Linked DNA regions of Macaca mulatta: region 1 is linked to region 2. The links are chromatin contacts, called in public Hi-C maps. All regions are on one chromosome and are shown on one strand. The core of a region is the stretch at or near the end of the contact, and the rest is flanking DNA. Distances in the headings are between cores, read along the strand shown.

What was found. Hi-C and Micro-C count contacts between places; a contact is called where the count stands out from the background.
Region 1: a contact with region 2 is called in a Hi-C map of fetal cortex germinal zone, with 2.0 times the contacts expected there. The contact joins the promoter of ELAC1 here to the promoter of SMAD4 in region 2. A contact is called at or near these places in 4 of 14 Hi-C or Micro-C datasets (CD4 T cells, fetal cortex germinal zone, fetal cortical plate and 1 more).

What each region holds. Positions count from the first base shown.
Region 1 is chr18:41,321,513-41,328,408 of T2T-MMU8v2.0, forward strand. ELAC1 (elaC ribonuclease Z 1) reads right to left here and starts at 5,095. Exons shown (of 5, transcript XM_015121990.3): 1 at 5,023-5,095; 2 at 3,480-4,723.
Region 2 is chr18:41,265,039-41,271,816 of T2T-MMU8v2.0, forward strand. It overlaps SMAD4 (SMAD family member 4), which reads right to left and starts at 5,113. Exons shown (of 12, transcript NM_001261090.1): 1 at 4,718-5,113. LOC106994516 reads left to right here and starts at 4,498. Exons shown (of 2, transcript XM_077975417.1): 1 at 4,498-5,152. The coding sequence starts at 4,705.

The sequences.
Region 1 (6,896 bases), core at 3,845-6,344, 56 kb after region 2:
TAAGAAAAACTACTATAAGATAATTTGACCAACAGCTGGATATATAAGATACAAAAACTTCAATAACTCTTCTCAGTCTTAGCAATAACAAGATAAAAACAAAAAGGGGGGGGGGAACCCATTCCAAGAGCAAAAACAAAATTACCGGAAATAAAGTTAGCAGAAAAGGAACAACACCCAAAAGATTCACACAAATAGGAGATACACATTACGTCCTTGATAGGATGACTTGAAATCACAGAGATGTTCATCTTTCCTAAGCTAATGTAGATATATTTGGTGCAAATTCTATCAGATTTCCAGTGGGATTTATTTTGGAACAGAAACAATCCAAAAATCATACGGAAGAAAAAATAAATGTCTGAGAAGGGGCAAGAAAATTCCAAAACGCAGTGAGTAGTGACCTGCCTTTCTAGGTATTAACATTTACTACAGCAATCTGACATAATTAAAACAGAATAGGCCGGGCACGGAGGCTCATGCCCGTAATCCCAGCACTTTGGGAGGCTGAGGTGGGTGGATCACCTGAGGTCAGGAGTTTGAGACCAGCCTGGCCAAGATGGTGAAACCCTGTCTCTACTAAAAATACAAAAATTAGTCGGGCATGCTGGCACACACCTGTAATCCCAGCTACTCAGGAGGCTGAGGCAGGAGAATCGCTTGAATCTGGGAGGCAGCAGTTGTAGTGAGTCAAGATTGTGCAATTGCACTCTAGCCTGGGTGACAGAGTGAGACTCTGTCTCAATAAATAAATAAATAAATAAATAAAACAGAATAATATTGGCACAAAAATAGAGATAAAAGGGAAGGGAAAGTTCAGAAATAAACCAACTACCTATTGGAATCAATACAGTATACAACGAAGGTGTAAAAAGTGTGGTTTCTTTAATGAATGGGACTGACATAATTGGCTGTTCTAGCAGAAAAAAGCAAAGCAAGATGCTCACTTTGCATTGTATATAAAAACACATTTCACATAGTTAAGAAATTTCAATGTAAAAAATCCAATAACATGTTCAAAAGAATCAGGAGAATGTTTACACCTTTAACTGTGGAGATGGGAAGCCCTTATTGGCAAGACATAAAATCCAGAAATTTTAAAAACAGACATTTTAACTAAATAAAATCTTTTATACATATCAAGACTCATAAAGTCAAAGGACAAGGAAAAAAAACCTGAAAAAAATAGTTTGGACCCCCTTATGAGAGGGGGTTAATACTACTAAAAAAAAGTTTATGCAAATGCATTCAAAATACAAAAATACTGGTGCAACAGAAAACCAGGCAAAGGATATATATACACATACACATGCGCGCGCACACACACACACACACATATATATGAATCACAGAAGAAATCCAAATGGCCTATAAGCATGAAAAAGGTTCAAACAACTATCGTGTATCAATTTAAAAAATTAACAGTAATAAATAAAAGATAAGGGTTCAGTCTTCAGTTAGTTAGTGGAATGCAAAATAAAGAAAAAAGAGGCTGGGTGCAGTAGCTCATGCCTGTAATCCCAGCATTTTGGGAGGCAGCGGTGGGTGGATGGCTTGAGCCCAGGAGTTTGAGACCAGCCTAGGCAACATAGTGAGACCTTGTCTCTACAAAAAAATTAAAAACAAGTATCAGCTGGACATGGAGGCATGTGCTTGTAGTCCCAGCTTGTCAGGAGGCCGAAGCAGGAGGATCATTGGAACCTGGAAGGTTAAGGCTGCAGTGAGCTGTGATCTCACTGCTGCACTCAAGCCTGGCTGACAGAACAAGACAGAACAAGAACACTCTCACAACAAACAAAAAAAGCGACCATTTACCACACATCAGTTGGCAGGCAAGTATCAATGGAGCAATGCTAGCCAGTGCTAAGCAGGATGAGGGTAAATGGGTACTGTCACAAACTAATGGTGACAAAGTTATGAATTGCGATTATGCTTTGGGAGAATAATTTGGCAATATATATTACCAGTAATAATGATGCTGTTGATAATTATATGCTTTCACCCAGCAATTCCCATTTTTCAGAATCTACCCAAATAATAAAGATCTATGTACAATGATGCATATTGTGGTGGTCTCAAGTTGGCTAAAATATGGAAGCAATCTAAATATGTCAATAGGAAAATGGCTGAATATTTTATTGTACATTTGTACTATTGTTTATTCTATCAACTATTTATTCTGCAGCTAATAAAGTCTTCTGTAACTACTGTCATGGAGGGATGACAAAGTTACAGACGGCTATGGCATGATGTCATTTTTATAACAATACCCCAAACCCCTACATTTATGTAAGACAGAGGAAGTCTGATGTGGGAGAGGATACACACCATCCTGTTAATATGGGTTATTTCAGGGGTGATTAAAGTGATGGGGTGGGGGCTGCATGGGTGATTAACTTTTCTTTTAAATCTTTGGATTATGTTTTAATAAGTGGCATTTTATTTAATTTTTTAAAAATTTATATTTACTTAACGCTGATTTTTTTTTTTTTTTTTTTGGAAATGTGTCATACGCCCAAACATGCTTCTCTAACTACACGCCATCTAGTCTTCCTTTCCATTTTGGGAAACAGCTTCTCCCCATATTTCCTGCCCCCAACCGTCATACATAAGGTGGTGCATCTCTACCTTAAGCATAGCCTTGAGGTTATTGCTAATATCCCTTCCATGTGTTACTCTACATTTTCACCTCCAAGATCAAGTCTTCCTCTGATAATAAAGGAGCTTTATTTGCAGAGGCTTCTTTATTGATTTGCAAGATAGGTAAGAATAAATAGAATGCAGAAAGTTAACATTTGTAAAGGCAAATGAACTGCAGAAGGAATAACAGAATATAATCACTTTGTCATCCCTAACTAATAATGGATTTAGATCAGTAGTACATAACCCCGGGGGCATATTAGAATGACCTGGAGAGCTTTTAAAACATATCAGTGAAGGTATGGTGGCTCATGCTTGTAAACTCAGCATTTTGGCAGGGTAGCTTGAGGCCAGGAGTTCAAGACCAGCCTGGGAAACACAGCAAGACTCTGTGTCTATAAAAAATTAGCCGGGCATGGTGGCATACACCTGTAGTCCCAAACAAAACAAAAAACCACATCAATAATTGGGCTTCATCCCAGAACATTTAGATAGGAAATTCTGCAAGTGAGACATGTTTATTAAAAAATAAAAAATAAAAAAAAATAAAAAGCCTTCTCCTGTGATCCTAACATGGAGTCAGATTTGAGAACCACTTAGTGAAAAGGATAACAGAGAACTGCAATGGATGGATCAGGTTGATCTAAACTCACCAACTAATCAATCTTTTTAAAAGAAGTTTTATTCTGAAAAACTTCAGACACATATAGAAGTAGAAATTAGCATAATGCAATGCCACACACCCATCATCGAACTTCAACAATTGTTAACTCATAGGCAATCATGTTTCATCTATACACACCAACCCCATTACTCCAAGAATACTTGATAAGACAAACCTGTGCTGTCTGATGGAAGCACCCCATTAGGCAGCACGCATTGTCTAGCTGTCTCTCTTTCTGATGTTAACAGCCACTAGTGATCATTGCCAGAATCCATTATTTCATTAGAGGTTGCCAAAAGGTGATAGTGTCTCATTTCTTTTGTATGTATTTGCTGGCATTCCCTGGTCAACTGTTACCCTATGATGCTAAAAGGTCCACAAAGAGGCAAGATGCTCTCTAGCTCCTGGCGTGATACAATGTGAAAAACACAGTAATCCCCCATTAAGCTCGCTTGCCAAAAAATAGAACCTGACCTGAACAAGGCTGCAGGTCTAAATATCTGCTTATTAAAGGAGATGGAAAAAGCAAAATCCTGGATGTAGAAAACGTGAACCGTACAAATGACTTGTTCTTCCAGTAAAATACGGGGAACAAAATAGACACAGAGGGGAAAAGATTAAGAGAGATCTAACAGACATCAACCAAATGGAACGTGTGTAGTTTGTTTGGATACTGATTTGGACAAACCGGGGAAGAGGAGAAAGACAACTACGAAAATGTAAATGCTGACTGGATAGTAGAGGGTAAAATGAGGTGCTAATCACACTGATAACGGCTTTATGTTTTAAAAGGTGTCATTGTGTTTTATAAACATGAACAAGATAACAGATGGAATGTTACATTTCAGATTTGCTTTCAAATACTACAGTGGGGGAGAGGGTAACAGATGAAACAGGATTGATCATGAATTGGAAGTTCAGTATACTATTCAATTTTCATATACGACTTGAAGGTTTCCATAATAATTTAAAACAAATATAATGAAAACCCTCCAAACAGGTCGGGAAATAATTAGAAATTATTTCATCAATGGTGCATGTTTTGGGACATGCACCATTCTAGGCACTAGGAATTAAATGCGAGCAAACCAGATTAGGTCCCTGTCTTCTTGGACAAAAAACAAAAACAAAAACCCAGCTGCTTGCTTTCTCAAGACTGTGATCCACATTCGGCGAAGTGCATATTCCAGTCGTGATCACAGTACTGTCATTTCACTCTGGGCCCGTGGATCTCGGTCCTGGCCACAGATCACAATTCCCCGGTGATGATGGGGCATCAGCATTTGGAGGCTTCCCAAACGATTCTACTGGCTGCCGGGTTGAGAACCAGAGCTCCTTCGTTTTCAGACAGGCCGTGTCAACCCTGCAATCACCCTGCGTTGTGCACAGGGCAGATAACCGCCGTCCTCCATCTTAGAGCTGAAAGAACCGGGGCCGGGAGGCGGAAAGTGAGAGGCCGAGGTACAGGTAGGGCCAGAGGCCAGATTTCCGCCTCTAGAGAGCTCAGGCTCCCCCATGAGACCGTGTTAGCCTCGAAAAAGGCGGGGTGGGCGGCGGCGCCTGGCGGCCGAGGCTCCGGCCCGGGGCGGTGAACGAGGCGCGTCCTCGCTCCCGGGCGCTCCCCAGGCTTAGGTCCCCGGCGCCGGGCCGGGCCTGGTCGAGCCGGCGAGTCCCGAGGAAGCGCGCCCGCCCCCCTCTGGCATGCCCACCGCACTCACCCTCGAGGCCCGCGCCAGAAGCCGAGGGAGGCGCAGGCCCACACCCTGGCCCAACCGTCCGCGGGGCTGCAATGCGCCCTGGCGGAAGTGCGCCGCCGGCCGGGTCCCGCGCGGCCGCTCTAGGATGCGAGGGAGGTCCGCGCTCGGTGGCACCCGCCCGGGGCCTGGCTCTGGGCGCGCTTCTGGGCTTCCCCTGGGCAGCGAGGGCAGTGTCTGCGTTTACCTCCTTCCCAGGTCGCTGTGTGTCAGGTGGTGACGGTCGACCTGAGGAACAGAGCGGGCTAAACCAAAAGGGAAAAAGTGACTCTTCTTTTGTTTTCCGTGTAATATTTTCCACACAGGAGTGTTCTTCCTGATGTTTTGCTCATATGTGTCGTTTTTGGTCTTTGGTTGGGAGGAATCTTTACTGTCTTTCATCCACTAAGATCCTTTGCCTGAACATTCACCTTCATAAAACCCCATCCATATTCCATTTTCCTACTCCAGGTTGGAATATTTGCTTAACATCTGAAGCTGATTGTACCGTACTCACTCCAAGCCTTGCAGACGTGTTCTCTTAGGTAGTGGACGTGGGATTGAAAAAGCCCAGGATGGCCGTATACAGAACGGGCACGTGGCGATTATAGATCACAGGGAAAAACTCCTTCAGTTTGAATAACAGCTTTAAAAAAAGTATTTCAGTCTCCTATGTACTGCCAGATGCACTGATTTCATGCTCAGTATACCTGAAGTGATCAAAATATCCAGCAGCTGGCTGGGCGCCGTGGCTCACGCCTGTAGTCTCAGCACTTTGGGAGGCCAAGGCGGGCGGATTGCCTGAGCTCAGGAGTTCGAGACCAACCTGGCCAACATGGCAAAACCTCGTCTCTACTAAAAATACAAAACAAGAAAAAAAAATTATCCGGGCATGGAGGCACAGGCCTGTAGTCCCAGCTACGCGGGAGTCTTAGGCACGAGAATCGCTTGAACCTGGGAGGTGGAGGTTGCGGTGAGCCAAGATCGCACCACTGCCTTCCAGCCTGGGCGACAGAGCAAGACTCTGTCTAAAAAACAAAAACAAAAAAAATCCAGCGGCTTCAAAATAGGAATCGGAGTGGGGTTTTTTGAAACTACCAGGACAGAGAGACCAGCACTTTTTAAAAAATCATTAATTGATCTACTTATTGGACTCTTTCAACCTTTATTCAAATATTAATGGAGCTTTGACTTTGTGGATAGTATTATTTTTGGTGCTGAGAGATTTTTAAAATTTGTCATGGTCCCTGGTTTTGGGGTTTGTTTGTTTGTTTTTGAGACAGGGTCTCACTCTATCACCGCGGTTGGAGTGCAGTGACGCGATCTCAGCTCACTGCAACCTCTGACTCCTGGGCTCAACCAATCCTCCCACCTCGGCTTCCCAAGTGTTCGTAGCTGGGACTACAGGACTACAACCTCCCAAGTAGCTGGCACTACAGGCAAGTCACCACACCCAGCTAATTTTTTTTTTTTTTTTTTTTTTTTTTTTTTGAAGATGAGGTTTCACTATGTTGCCCAGGCTGGTCTCAAACTCCTAAAGTCAAGCGATCCACCCGCTTCAGTGTCCCAAAGTGCTGGGATTACAGGCGTGAGCCACCGTGCCCTGCCAGTCCCTGGTTTTAAGGAGCCTATACTCAGGTTGGCAAAAGTTGTCAGGAAACAATCCACTGAAAAGGATATGGAAAAAGGGAGATCACTAGCTAAGAGATCAGTGAGGAAGAGGTAGAATTTGAGCTGGGTCTTGTAGGATGGATGACACTCGAATTAATGTGGAAATGAAAAAAATAAAATGGACTTGGTCAAGTGGGGTCTAAATTAGCAAAGCATTGAACACTGGAACTTGAACTTATCTATCCTGA
Region 2 (6,778 bases), core at 3,863-6,362:
GAATAGGTGACAGGAAGGGAGAGAGAAAGAAAGAAAGGAGACAGACACAGAAGCAAAGCAAATGTGGCAATACTTTCAAAAAACATGTTAACATAGATGTATGAGATGACTACACTGTACATGCGTATATCACTGCATTAAAGAATGTAAAGCTAACACAAGTGAAACAGCTCAAAAGAAAAAGTCAGAGGACCCTAACGGCTCAATCACTGTGGAGGGCTAACCTGGCTGCACCCCAGACCAACCAAATCATAATTTCCGGGGCTAGAATTCAGGCATCAGTATTTCGTAAAGCTCCTCAAGGGATCTAAAAGTACAACCAAGATTGAAAACTACTTGCCAGGCATGGTGGCTCATGCTTGTAATGCCAGCACTTTGGAAGGCTGAGGTGGGAGGATCACTTGAACCCAAGAGTTCAAGACCAGCCTGGGCAACAGAGGGAGACCCTGTGTCTACAAAAAATTTTCAAAAAATTAGACAGGTGTGATGGTGTGTGCCTGTAGTCCCAGCTACTGGGGCAGCTGAGGTGGGATTGCTTGAGCCTGGGAGGTAGAGGCAGCAGTGAGCTATGATTGCAGCACTGCACTCCAGGCTGGGGCACTGAGCAAGATGGAAAGAAAAAGAAAGAAAAAGAAAAAAATAGAAGGCTGGGCGCAGTGGCTCATGCCTATAATCCCAGCACTTTGGGAGGCTGAGGCAGGTGGATCACCTGAGGTCAGGAGTTCAAGACTAGCCTGGCCAAAATGGTGAAACCCCATCCTCTACTAATAATACAAAAAAATTAGCTTGGCATGGTGGCGCACGCCTGTAATCTCAGCTACTCAGGAGGCTGAAGCAGGAGAATAGCTTGAACCCAAGAGGTGGAGGTTGCAGTGAGCCAAAATCGCACCATTGCACTGCACTCCAGCCTGGGCGACAAGAGCGAAACTCCGTCTCAGGGAAAAAAAAAAAAAAAAAACCAAAGAAAAGAAAAGAAGAAAGGAGGGAGGGAGAAAGGGAGAGAGAAACAAAGACAGGAGAGAAGAGAAGACCATTGCCCTAAACGTTGGGAGTAAAAAAGCAATAAAAAGATGAATTCAACACATTTACAAGTTTTCCAAACTGCAAAAAATTCTCATTTGAAATATAAATAATGAAATACATTCTTTGAGCCGAATGGTCTTTACTGTTACCACCAATTTTAAACTGATTAAAATGTTAACAGACCCTCTCTACAATTGGTCTTTGGTACTTATCTGATCTATGATATAATTTGCAGTAGCAACTTATCAAGGCTTAGATTATAAGAACCTTATAAACTGTAAGAATCCGACTATGCATGATCTTAGTTTTACGTATGTAAGCACTACCCTAGTTTTCATTCACTCTCATAATTAAACACAAATATTCCAGGATGCCAATTACACCATGCAATAGTGTCAAGGTGACACAACCTAAAATACCTTGTTCCTGAGAAACTGGAATTCAGTCAAATTTCCCATTACCAAAATTAAACATTTTAGAAAGAGAAAACAAAATCCAAAAATTCTAAATCTGACTTACGATCAAGCATATGCTTGGCATATGTGATTTTACAAAATGTGGTAATTTTACAAAACTGTATTAAATGCTGTATTATAGGACAGGCACAGTGGCTCACGCCTGTAATCCTAGCACTTTGGGGGGCCACGGCAGGCGGATCACCTGAGGTCAGTTGTTCAAGACCAGCCTGGCCAACATGGCGAAACCTCATCTCTACTAAAAATACAAAAATTAGCCAGGTGTGGTGGCACACGCCTGTAATCCCAGCTACTCGGGAGGCTGATGCAGGAGAATCGCTTGAACCTGGGAGGCGAGGTTTGCAGTGAGTGGAGATCATGCCTCTGCACTCCAGCCTGGACAACAGAGCAAGCCTCCATGTCAAAGAAAAAAAAAATGCTGTGTTATGCTGGTCTAAGTCTTTTAACTGTAGAAAACAATGAAACATTTTAGTCAGGTTACTTTTATACACAATTAATGGTCAACTCGGAGTCACCATTCATCATCGCTTTAAGAAAAAAAAATTTTTTTGGCATAACTACACTGTCTTCTAGACCAACAAAATAAGAGAAATCCAAACATACATAATGAGCATTGAAATGGCTAATACAAGATGCTTAAAGAACCAGTCACTCTAAAAAAAAATCACTGAATTAAAAATGAAAAAAATGGTTAGTCATGAACTAGAGAGGGATAAAATGAAGCAAGTTTAAACATCGGCAGAACAACATGTTTTCACCAAAACAGGCAAAAATTTAGACAAGCCTAAATATGCAATTTAAATATAATGAACCCTGCAGATTCTGTAGGGTTAACCTCCCTAGTAGAGGCCTCAGTAATTCACACCTCAATTAGAATAGTGCCTAATGATGTTACTATAACACTGGCTCAATCAGAAAAAAACTGCTTCCAAGTGAGAGAGCTGGAGTGTAACTGGGCAGCGTAAATTAGGTTAATTCTTGCTCCTTAATTTGGGGGGGAAAGAAAAACTGAAGGGGAATACAGAAAAAGAATTCACACACAATCACTCGACTAAAATGTAGCTTAAGAAAGTGAAGCACAGGCTTTTAAAAATCATTCACGTAAAACTTATTCCAATTTTTTTTTTTTTTTTAAACGGAGTCTCACTCTGTCGCCAGGGCTGGAGTGCAGTGGCGCGACCTCTGCTCACTGTAAGCTCCGCCTCCCCGGTTCACGCCATTCTCCTGCCTCTGCCTCCCAAGCGGCTGGGACCACAGGCGCCCGCCACCAGGCCCGACTAATTTTTTGCATTTTTAGTAGAGACTGAATTTCGCCGTGTTAGCCAGTATGGTCTCGATCTCCTGACCTCGTGATCCGCCAGCCTCGGCCTCCCAAAGTGCTGTGATTACAGGCGTGAGCCACCCCGCCCAGCCAACTTACTCCAAAATATTTCAAAGTGACTTTCTCAGTACAAATTTTCATTAAGTCTGAAAAACATTTGCAGTTTGGTTTTTTCTAAACTCAAGATTTACACTGAAGGCAGTTACCTAAACAGACATACACTCTCACCTCAAAAATAAAAATCTAAGATGCAATAATTCTTTAAAACTCACCCAAAAACCTGGAAAGCAAAGAAAAAGCCACTTCTATTAATAGTCACAAAATGTTACAACAATTTTTATCTAAAGAAGCTTTTAGTTTTAATTCCAACAACTTAAAACCTACATAATTCACCACTATCTTTAGATCTAAAGCTACTCCAAATTATAAATGCTTGGCCTATCTATCTCTATTACATTTGTTCTGTAACAAACCCATTTAAGTAAACAAAATCATGACAGCATTATGGAAGAAACACTAATTTAAAAAACTGTATTTTTAAATGTTAATCATTTTACAGTTTGGAATATTATGTATTAATCATATCAGAACTTTCCAATATAAAGTCCTCAGCATCAAAAAAAAAAAGGTACATTTTAGAACTTCCTATATTTCAACTGAAATGTATATATTTAGTCTCCGCAGGGTATGGCAAAAGCAATTTATGAAATCCATCATAAAAACTATTCAAATGCCATGATCTAAATCTAATTACGAAATTATGCATTTCATTTTTTTTTTTTTAGAGACTAAATGGTTTTTGCCAGCAGAAAGTAGTGAACCTACTACTTAAACACCCGAGTAACCAAGCTGCTACTAAGACTAAAAGGATGCTAATTCTGGCAAAAGTCAAAGGTTATTAACAAAAATTAGCTAAGACCATATGTTTGCAGAAAGGCAATTTCAGGATAATTCCCCTATTATCCTGTTGTATTTATTATTCCTAAATAACTGGCAATTCCATCTTAAACTACGGTGCAAAAACTAAATGCATTAAGAAACTAATTTGGAAATAATAGTTTCCAAATTATAATGCATAATAAAATGGTTTTTTTTTAAATAAAAACAAACGTACTTAGGTTTTTGAGGGGAAACAGCTATCAATCTTCAATAGGGCTTTTTAAAGCCTCTGCACCAGCAAATAAACTTTTCACGTTAACTACACACTTGTCCCTTTGAAAATCCAGTTTGAGAAATCCTAACAGCAGTTTGGGACAAGTGATGGAGCCACCGCCCTCCACCCTACACCAATTTCACTCTCAGTACATGTAGTGCTAACAGTAAGATCAACTATGTCTTTTAATAGGAAGCATGTTTTATTGGGGGCAAGGAGGGGTTCAGTTAGGTGCTAAGAATGTGTCCTGCATACCGCCGTCACTCTCAATACTCAAAAAGTAAACATATCAAAGCCAGAAGCGTAAACTGGCATGACAAGACTAGGAAGAGAAAGTAGGGGACAAAGAGAAAACCGAAATTGGCTGGAGAAAATAAATTAAGACAAACAATTTACAACTTTCATTTAGACCCTAAGGCAACACATTCCAACCGACCCAACGCGCTCAGCCGGGGCGACCGTGAAACTACTCGAGAACAACAAAGAGGAGCGGCGGCCGCGGCAGGAGTCCCGTCTGACTTTAACTTGATTCTCCCACGAGCTGCAAACGAAGCTGGGGGCCGGACGGAGGCCAGGCACCGCCGCCCGGCCCGGCTCGTCAGGCGGCCGCGGTCGCCCTCCCAGCGGATTCCGCGCGCTCCCCGCCGCCGCCGCAGCAGTCGGGAGCCCGCCCCGGGGTGGGGAAGCCGCGGGCGGGGTGCGCGGGCCCGGCCGGGGGAAGGGGAGGGGACATGGCGCGGTTACCTGGGATCGGGCGGTGGCGAGGGGAGTCCGCTCTCCCGCCGCTGCTGGTCCGCGGACGCGCCGGGCCCGTCGCTTTCCCCGGCGGCCCGGAGAGCTCCTCGGCCCCCGCCCCGAGGCGTCCCGGCCAGGCCGCCCCTCCTCAGTGCCGCGCCGCTGCCCGCGCGGGCCGGACCGCCTCGAGCTCCCGGGCCGCCCCGCGGCGGGGGGCCTCTCTCGCTGGGCGCCTGGCTCCCCTCACCCGCTCCCACCCCCTGGGCGGCCGCGGAGCCGAGGGGAGGGCGGGAAGGGCCTCCCGAGGAGAGCAGGAGGGCGCGAACGCAGGCTCCGCCACCCGAGCCGCTCCGTTACCGCAGCAGCGACGACGACCAGGGCCGTGTTGTTGCTGCCAACTTGTCGAGAACACACTGAGCATGCGCGCGCGGGGACCACATCCGGGTAATTTCAGGGTTTGGCCCTTTTTCCCCGCAGCTTTCCTTTCTCCCGGCTGTCGCCGCCTCCCGCCCCAAGTGACGGCGAGAGTCGCTCTGCGCAGGCGCCTGCAGGGCAGCGCCAGCCGAGGGGCGGCTCTGAATCCCGGCCTGGGCCTGGGCCTGGGCCTCCGCGCGGGCAGAGGCGAAGGCCTGCTTGAGGGAGTGGTCGCCGGGAAAATTAGCATCTCTTGGCAAAAAAGTTCCCAAGGAGCGCGGGAGAGCTCGGCGTAGAGTGGGCGTCCAGTAAGTGTTTATAAATAGCTATTAGCCCGGCTTTTGTTGTGTATTTGTTTTGTTCTGTGTGGAGGACCTGCGTAGGCACAAAAATTGGCCTTCAACCACCGGTCGACAGCTCTAGGGAGAAGGTGGCTATGTTGTAGGAGTTCACTTAGGGAAGAAACAGACGCTGGCCGCACCTTCCTTCCCTGTCTGGCAGCCCCAAATCACGAGCCCCAGAGGTGTTTGAACTCGAGAGACGCACAGAACAGTCAAGGAATCACATATTGAAGAGCCTTGCCAGGCGTTGCAAGTGTGAGTGGATTTTGTTGGAAGCGATGTAGGCGCACTCTCTGCTGGAGGGGAACTTCGAATCCTACGACACACCAGTTAACTAGGTTACCTGTTTGGTGGGGGAAGGCACAGGCTCTGCTTTTGACTTTATGCTTCTTTTATTTCATATTTTTTACAAGACGTATGCATTTCTTTTTCATTTAAAACACATTAATGATTTATTTTCACCAACCAGGAACTACTTTGGAACTACCTTTAGTCCCTCCAAAACTAATGATTAGCCGGTTCTAAAGTCATTTCTTAAGTCACGTCGCCCAGAAACTCTCTACACCCACCGCACGCCTTCATCACTCATACTCAGTGCTTCATTCTATCCTCCACATCACTGCCTGGGCCATTCCCTCTTTTACCAGAAAGCTCCTTAAGCTCCAAACTGGTGTTCTCTTACTCCTGGGATTTATGAAGACCAGTTTTAAGGGAATTCATTTCCACATCTTCCACTGCTGTATGTTCTATTTTCGAAAATTGCCCAGCTTAAGAAAGGAGCTGAGGACACAGCATCCCCTTTCAAAACTGTCCTCCCACCTTAAAAAAGAAAGTCAAAATTCTCACCCATTACTAATGTGCATTGGATCAATGCAGTACTTCCCCAGCAATCCAAAAGGGACAATTCAAAAATCGGTATCTATGCTGAGAAAGTAAATGCCTTTAGTGAATAGATATTAAATTATTTTTCAAGTCAGATAGTTTTCAGATCTTTTCTGTCAACGAAACTGAAGGAAGATCTGTCAGCTGATAGATTACAAAACATGATTTGGTAATAGATCAATATGTGATTCTTAGGTAATATACCTCAGAAGAAGTTTTTTAAAAATTGACACATAGTTATAACTAAACTTCTTCCATTCCATCTGTATTAGTTACCTATTGCTGTATAACAATATCACCACAAATATAGAAGCTTGAAACAACAAACATTTATGATATTACAGTTTCTCTGGGTCAGGAGTCCAGGCATGGCTCGGCTGGGTCCTCTACAAAGTGAGGCTGGAACAAAGGATCTGCTTCCAAGCTCATGTGG